Linked DNA regions of Canis lupus: region 1 is linked to region 2. A link is a contact called in public Hi-C data. All regions are on one chromosome and are shown on one strand. The core of a region is the stretch at or near the end of the contact, and the rest is flanking DNA. Distances in the headings are between cores, read along the strand shown.

Region 1 (3,891 bases), core at 1,324-3,823, 300 kb before region 2:
CTGAACTTCATACTCATAGCAGCTGTCACTGAATCCTGATTCTTCACCTTCCTGAAGTGCTCCCTCCCAGCCTCCTTCCACAACCCCCTTTATCTCTAGCAGACTCTTTAGAGCACATTCCAGGAGTCCCTCTTCAATTCATTCTGAAAAATGCTTGTTATTGTTGACATACTGAAACATATGAATAATTCAATAAATGAATCCCAAACCATCCTATTAATCATTCATTGGTCTGGGTACCTAAGTTATCTTGAGAAAAGCTTTTCTGAATATGCATGGGAAGCATCCTCCACTTTTCCCCCAAAGGAACCAATTACAAACACTTCAGTTTCCCCTCCCTGTGTCAAAGTTCAGTGTTCCTCCTGCAGCTGATTTAAAAGTTGATCTTTTAAAGGAGCTAGATTCCTAAGATAGTTCTATTTTGAGCGTTCTTCCTGTTCTGAAGCTAAAGTTGGAAGGGCTTAGGTGGTGATGTCATGAAAGAAAGGCTGTTGACTTTTACAGAAGGGTCTTCAGCAACTCTGGGGATGCTCTTATGGAGGAACCTGGGAGGGGAGGGAGGGATGTTCATTTCTCATCTCTTTTCCTTCCCTTTCTTTTGAGTCCCAGCTATTATTTAGCCAGCCAGAAACCAAGTTTCAAATAAGCATGCAAACATATTTACATATCTTACTCAAAAATGAAAAAACTGAGTTGATGAAAAATGCCTCACTCTAGGGAAGAAAGGTGAAAACACCCTTCTCCCAGTCTTCGTCCGCCACCTTGCCAAAGATCTATTATCAGAGGACTATGGGCGCAAAGGGTAAGGGGGACAGCTGGTGAGAGAAGAATCAAGGGATTATAAATCTAGGAGGCTTGAAAAGGAAAATGCTGTTGGTGATATTTGGGACAGAAAAGAGACCTTTGGGTCCTTTCTCTTCCACTGTTTTCTCCTCCCTTTTGGAATAGTTGGATTTGGGGCTGGGTGTGTCTTCTGCTGGGGAGGCGTGTTTGGCTCTGGAGAACCAAGAGGGGCCAGGGTGGGGCCCAGGGAAAGAGAGCCAGAGACAGGCTGCTTTCCATGGGATTTTGGGCTAAGCTCATAGGGGAAGAAAAATAGGTGGCTGTGAGGAGAGAGCAGACAATTCCATTAGAAAACCTGGTAGGGAACAAATATCTGGCATGACCTAAGGAGGTCATCTCTCTCCATCCAACCCAGCAGTTAGCTGCGGGTTGGTGGGGTGCAGGTCCAGAAGGAACAGAAAATCCCAGCACATCTGTAGACCACAACTTGCCTGGGTCTGAAGATGGATGTGCCCAGTGCCATCAGCAGGTGAAAGCAGCACTTTCTGGTCAATTCTAGGACGGGGGATTCGCTAAGAAGTCTGGGGAACGCAAGACTTTATGGTTTTTTCAGCTCACCTCTCCTCCAGAGCGAGAGTAAGCACAGGTGTGGTCCTTCTCCAAGAAGGTGGCAGCTGGCGTGAGGGTAGCTGAGCGAGGGAAAAGATTCCTTGGCCCGGGAAGGCAGGGAGAAGCCGTGGGTTCAGCTGCGGCCGGGAGCAGGCGATGTCCGCCAAGTCCCTTCCCCCTTCTTGAAAACCGAACAAGACCGGCAGAAATTACAACAACGCACCCCCACCCCCCTCCCCAATAACGTTTCTAATAAAAGAAACAGTCTCTCATGCCTACATTGAAAAAAAAAAAAGAAAACACTGCACGCTCCGGTTGATGGAAATAAACAGGTGAGCCCCGAGTGAAGCGGGAAAATACTGGGAATGGGAGAAAGGACGTACAGAGAAACCGAGGCTTCCTCGCCCTCCCCGCACACCCCCTCCCCTCCAGCCCGAGAGAATGTGCGTGGCAGGTTGCAAGCTAAAAATGCCACACGGACCGGCCCCCCCGCCCCACTCCCCGCCGCGCGCCCAGGCTCCCTCCTACCCCAGGGTCCAGCGTCCCGGCCTCGTGGCAGCGCGGGGTCCCCGGACGCCGCGCGGGGCTCCCCCTCGCCCCGGACGCAGCCGCCGCGGGGACTCCGCTCTTCCTCTGTCTTCCCTCCCTCCTCCTCCGCCTCCTCCTCGCAGACTCCTCCCGCCGGATCCTTCATGTAAACAACATCCAGGCTCTATTTACAGTCGCCGCCGGACGGCGAGGGACCCACGCCAGCACCCTGGAAGGCGGCGGGGGTGGGGGGAAAAGCGAGTGCGCAACATTTACACACGCGCCCCGCCCCGCCCCTCCGCGCCGCTCCCCCTCCGAGGGGCCGGGGGCCGCCCGCGCCCCGGTCCAACCCGCGCCGCTCCTCGCAGCCCAGCGAAGGCCCGCGGGCGGCCGCGGAAAAGCCCAGGAGCGAGGGCCTCCCCGCCTCCACCCCACCCCGACCCCGCAGGAAACACACGCACACGCACACGCCCCTCCACAACCGCAGACCCAGCCCCGCAACACGCGCTCGAGTCCGGGCGCGAGTGCGGAGCCCCAGGCCCGCCCGGCGCCCCCGCCCCAGCGCCCGCTGCCTACCCCGCGGCGGCGGACTGCTCGCGGGCCCCGCAGGCGGCTGGAGGCTGGAGGCTGGCGCCCAGCGCCGGGCAGCGGCGCGCCCTCGGCCCCAGCCGCCACCCGGCCCGCCCTCGGCCCGCCCCCCGCGCGCGAGCGCCCGGCCGGCCGAGCCGCGCGGGTGCGTGTGCGTGTGCGTGTGCGTGTGCGTGTGCGTGTGCGTGTGCGCGCGCGCCGCGGCCACCCTTCTGCCGGAACGGCTCTCGTCGCCCCCGCCGCCTCCCGCGCCCCCGGCCGGCTCCGGCGCGCCGCCACCAGCCCCGGCGCACGGGCGCGCACTCGGGCGCAGACGCTCGGCGGCACCGAGCCCCGCGCGCGCACCGCCCGCCCCCGCCCCCGCCCCCGCGCCCGCGCCCGGCCCACCCCCCACGCCCACCTGCGCTCCCCCCGTCCCCGGGGTGGGGGGGTCCTGGGCCCCCCCTTCCTTTGTTCTTCCCGCTATTTGCATGAGGATTATCTAATGACGCAGCAAGGCTCGCCACAACGTGACCGTCGCCATTTTTCTGTTTTTATTCTATCTCTGCCATGTGATAGACCGGGGGGGGGGGGGGGGGGGGGGGCGGGTTGGAAAAGGGAGAGAGACAGGTTAAAAAAAAAAAAAAAAACTTCCGGGTCTCATGACCGGGAAGGGAGAAAAACAAAAGGGAGACGAGACACAACTCCAGGGGAAGGATGTGTGCGTGTGCGTGTGCGCGCGCACGGGGGCGCGCCTCCCCCTCCCTCCTCGGCTCCGCGAAGGGAGGCTCCCGCCGCCGACAGGGAGCATCCTCCGGTCCGGGGAGCCCGGGGAGCCCGGGGAGCCCAGCGCTCCCCTCCCCTCCCCTCCCCTCCCCTCCCCTCCGGCCGTGGCGTCGCCCGTCCCGGCCCCACGCTCGCTGCAAGCGCTCGGCGAAAGCTGTCCGCCCGGTTCCTTCTGGCCGCCTCCCCTCGCCCCCGAGCGGTGTAGGGTTCTGGGTTACGTTCCGGGAGGTCTCGCCACAAACGGAGCAGATGCCAAAGTTTAAAGGCCGCCCAATTTTCTGCGCTCTGACATAGTTTGTCTCCATGCTGTTGTTTGTGACAACCGCGTGGCGACGCCGGGCGGACTCTTGCATTGGTTCGAATCCTTCCCCTTCCTCTACACCCCTTTTCTCTCTCTTCCCCAAGCGGGACACGCCCTCGCGTGGGGCTCCGCGGCGGCACCGGGATGTGGCGACGGACCGTTCGCCGTCGCTTGGCTTATTTTGTAAGAAATAGTTCCTAAGCGCCTGTTCAGGCCCGGGGAGCATTGTTTAAGAGCCCGCTGCGCGCAGCAAGGTGGGTCCGCGTGCCGGTGACCGCACGCACATTTGGCCGGCGTGAGAGACAGCCGGCTCTTCC
Region 2 (3,341 bases), core at 68-2,567:
TTTCCTCCAAAATCACTTCCCTTGTGTGGGCCTGGCCTCAGGCTGACTTGGAAGGCTCCAGCAAACCTTTATATACGGCTTTTCAGGCACTTGCTGGGTGCCTAGAAATAGGGAAGTGGGGAGATTTGACCCTATAGAAAATCCTCATCAATTAAGGGGGGAAAGTCTAAACTTTCTAATGAGAGCAGTTTGGCAGTATGGTAAGGGAGCCAAAAAGGACAGGCTTCCAGTGTATGGCTGATAGGCGGTTCCCCCTGAATGCTTTAACAGATATTAGGAAGGGTGTGATACAGAAAAGAGGGAAAAAGACGTTCTCAACGATCTTGAGTAGATTGCAGGCTACAAAGCAGAGCGCAGTGTAATTCTGGATCTTCAAGGGTCTACAGTGAGCCAAGTATTAGCAACACAATGTTTTTTTTTTGTTTTTTTGTTTTTTTTTTTTTTGCAACACAATGTTTTTAATAAGTGTACCTCCATCTCTGAGGAGAAATGGAAGGGGCTAGAAAAATAAATTCACAGGTAAGCATGTATTGAGACAATAATAAACTCATTGTACAGTTTTGAGAAAGTAAAGTGAATGGGGATCCTGAAAGGTGGTGGTGGTGAGAATTTGTACTTCTCACGCAGCCAGGGGAACCCCTTTGTCTTTCCGTCCCTTTGAAATATAAGAAAAAGCAATAGAAAAGGGGCAGTAGTTCTCAGCTACAATGAGGCATAAGTGACCTGTAATCCAACCTCCAAAAAGCTGGCAAGTCCTACCTTTTCTGAGCCTCTTTCCATAAAGGTAAAATAAAGCACTTGGATCAAATGGCTCTTAAGGTCTCTTTCAGATTGGCCCCACCAAGACAATACTCTGTATTCCTGTGAGGAAAGGTAAGTACCAAATGGCCCCCTGACGTTTAAATTGGCCTTGGTTACCTGCAGACTTTGAGGTCCTAAGGTGTAAGACTAATACATATTTAGGGTTCCTGAAAGCGTACCGCAAAGCTGGGGCTCGGTGGCGCTGGACCCGTACAGGGTTGGCTGCGCTGGAGGGTCTTGGCCTGCGCACCCAGGGGACCGGGAGGAGCAGAGGCCCCAACCGACGGATTGAAGGACTGAGCGTGGGGCAGGTTCGGGGATTACGCGTAGGGCTCAGGATCTAGAAGGAGGGGCCTCTGGGGGCAAGGTCGGTTCACGCGCTGAGAGTGGGTGTCCAGGCCAAGCCCCGACCGGGATCACGGGGTGGGGCGGAGCCCTGCAAGCTGGAGGCGGCGTACGGACGAGCTGGGCGGGGCTCTGCGTGGCGCGGGCGGGGCTCTGCGTGGTGGGAGTGAGCTTGGGACCCGCAGGGATCCCGCTCTGAGCCGAGGAGGAGAGGCGGCCGGGACCAGCAGGGCGGGGCTCTGAGTGGCGAGGCGGGATCGAGACCCCAGCGGCGGGGCTGTGCAAGGTTGGAGGGAACTTGGGACCCACAGCGTCTGGCAGGGGCGGGGCTCTGCGTGGAGGGTCTTGGACTAGGAGGGGCGGGGCTCCGGGTGGCGGGGCGGGCCCGGGATCGGTGGGGGCGGAGCTCCGGGGGCGGGGCGGATCGGGGCGGGGCTCTGCCGGGAGGGGCGGGGCGGATCGGGACTGGAGGGGGCGGAGCTCCGGGGGGCGGGGCGGGGAAGATCGAGAAGGCGGGGGCGGGGCTCCAGGGGCGGGGCGGGGCGGGGCGGATCGGGGTGGGGCTCTGGTTGGCCGAGCTGGGAGGATCGGGACCGGCGGGGGCGGAGCTCCGGGGGGCGGGGCGGATCGGGGCGGGGCTCTGCCGGGAAGGCGGGGAGGATCGGGACAGGCGGGGGCGGGGTTTCGGGGACGGGGCGGGGCGGATCGGGGCGGGGCTCTGGTTGGCCGAGCTGGGAGGATCGGACCGGCGGGGGCGGGGCTGCGTGGAGGGGCGGGCCCGGGCCCGGCGGTGCGGTGCTGGGCCGGGTCTGGGCCGGGTGTGGGCGGCAGCCGGGCCGTGGCAGGAAGCCGGAAGCAGCCGCGGCCCCAGCTCGGGAGACATGGCGGGTGTTAAAGGTATATGGGTGGCCGCCCAGCTCGCGGCTCCTGCGGTGGGGTGAGCCTCCGTCCCGGGCTAAGCCTGGAGCTGCGCCTGAGCGCGTGGGCGGGGACCGGCTTCCCCCGGGCCGGGGCGCTCCCGTCTCGGCTCGCCCGCGGGGTGCGGGTGGACCCGCAGGTTCTCACGCCCTAGCCCGGCTGTCTGGGGCCGTCCGGGCGGGGCCGGGAGCAGTGCCTGCCTGGGACGCCGGGCCACCCCGGAGCATCACCTCCCGGCTCCTCAGTTCCTCGGAGCGGCCCCCGCCCCCACCCCTGCCGAGTTTCAGACCGCCTGGGTCTCTTTCCACTTCCTGACGTGTCCACCCTGACGCCTCTCCTCCTCCCTCCTGTAGCTCTGCAGTTTCCCATTTCCTCCGGAGCAGCCATTGTCTCGAGTCTCCTCGGCCTCGGGGCTCTTAATCCTCCCGGTACTGATCTTTTTTCCAGTTGAGCAGAGTTGACTGCAGGCGACGGAAAGGCCGCAGGAACGCTGTATTTCTCGTAATTTGGGGTGTAGAAGAGGTGCAGTGTTATCGCTACTTTAGTGTTTATCTGTGGACAGACAAGGAGGAGTGTTTGTACCGTGTGTGTTTTTTTGACTGGGGCAGTTCCGCAAGGGGATGCCGAGAACACCAGTTCCCTGACTTGCTCGCCTGTAGAGAAAGGGGAGATGGCAGCGGCGGGAGAGGCTATTGGAAGGTTCCTGTTATTTTGGTGGGAAACCGTTATATCTCTAATGTTTGGTTAGAGTAGTATAACTTGTTCCTATCTTGGAATTACTGTCCTCTTTGGAATTTGTACCCAAGAATCTTCCCAGTTAATCAGCATCTGCTCTAAACATGTATAGACTGTATCTGCATGCATGTGCGTGCACTCTGAAATTTATGTGAGTATGTGAGCTGTTAGCCGCAGACACATTTTGTCATTATTTATGGCTGACTTTTATATCGGTTTAGTAAACACGATTTACTTGGACATTGTGTTAACATGTGTCCGGTTGGACGTTGTGCTACACGTGTCCAGTGTGTAGCATGTCCCTCTGAAGCCGGTGCAGAAAACAGATGACGTGTAGTATCTCAGCACTGGACTGTGCTGTTTAGTCATGCCCCCCAAAACTATCAAATAATAATAAGGTTATGTGTGAATGTGTTAGAAATCATGATGTGGTAAAAAGGAAGATAGACTATGAAATGGCAAAGGACTAAAGGAAAGGGGAACTGTTTTACAGATAGTTCCCCTTTTATTGAGGGACTACTGTATACCTGTGGCTTGGGATA

What was found. A called contact is a pair of places that touch in the nucleus more often than the background predicts.
Region 1: a Hi-C map of blood shows a contact between it and region 2, with 2.4 times the contacts expected there. The contact joins the promoter of LOC106558823 here to the promoter of LEPROT in region 2. A contact is called at or near these places in 3 of 9 Hi-C or Micro-C datasets (blood and skin fibroblasts).

The regions. Positions count from the first base shown.
Region 1 is chr5:45,517,629-45,521,519 of UU_Cfam_GSD_1.0, reverse strand. It overlaps LOC106558823, which reads right to left and starts at 2,573. Exons shown (of 4, transcript XR_005359656.1): 1 at 2,497-2,573; 2 at 1,921-2,149; 3 at 1,402-1,573.
Region 2 is chr5:45,216,561-45,219,901 of UU_Cfam_GSD_1.0, reverse strand. LEPROT (leptin receptor overlapping transcript) reads left to right here and starts at 1,317. Exons shown (of 4, transcript NM_001287133.1): 1 at 1,317-1,432.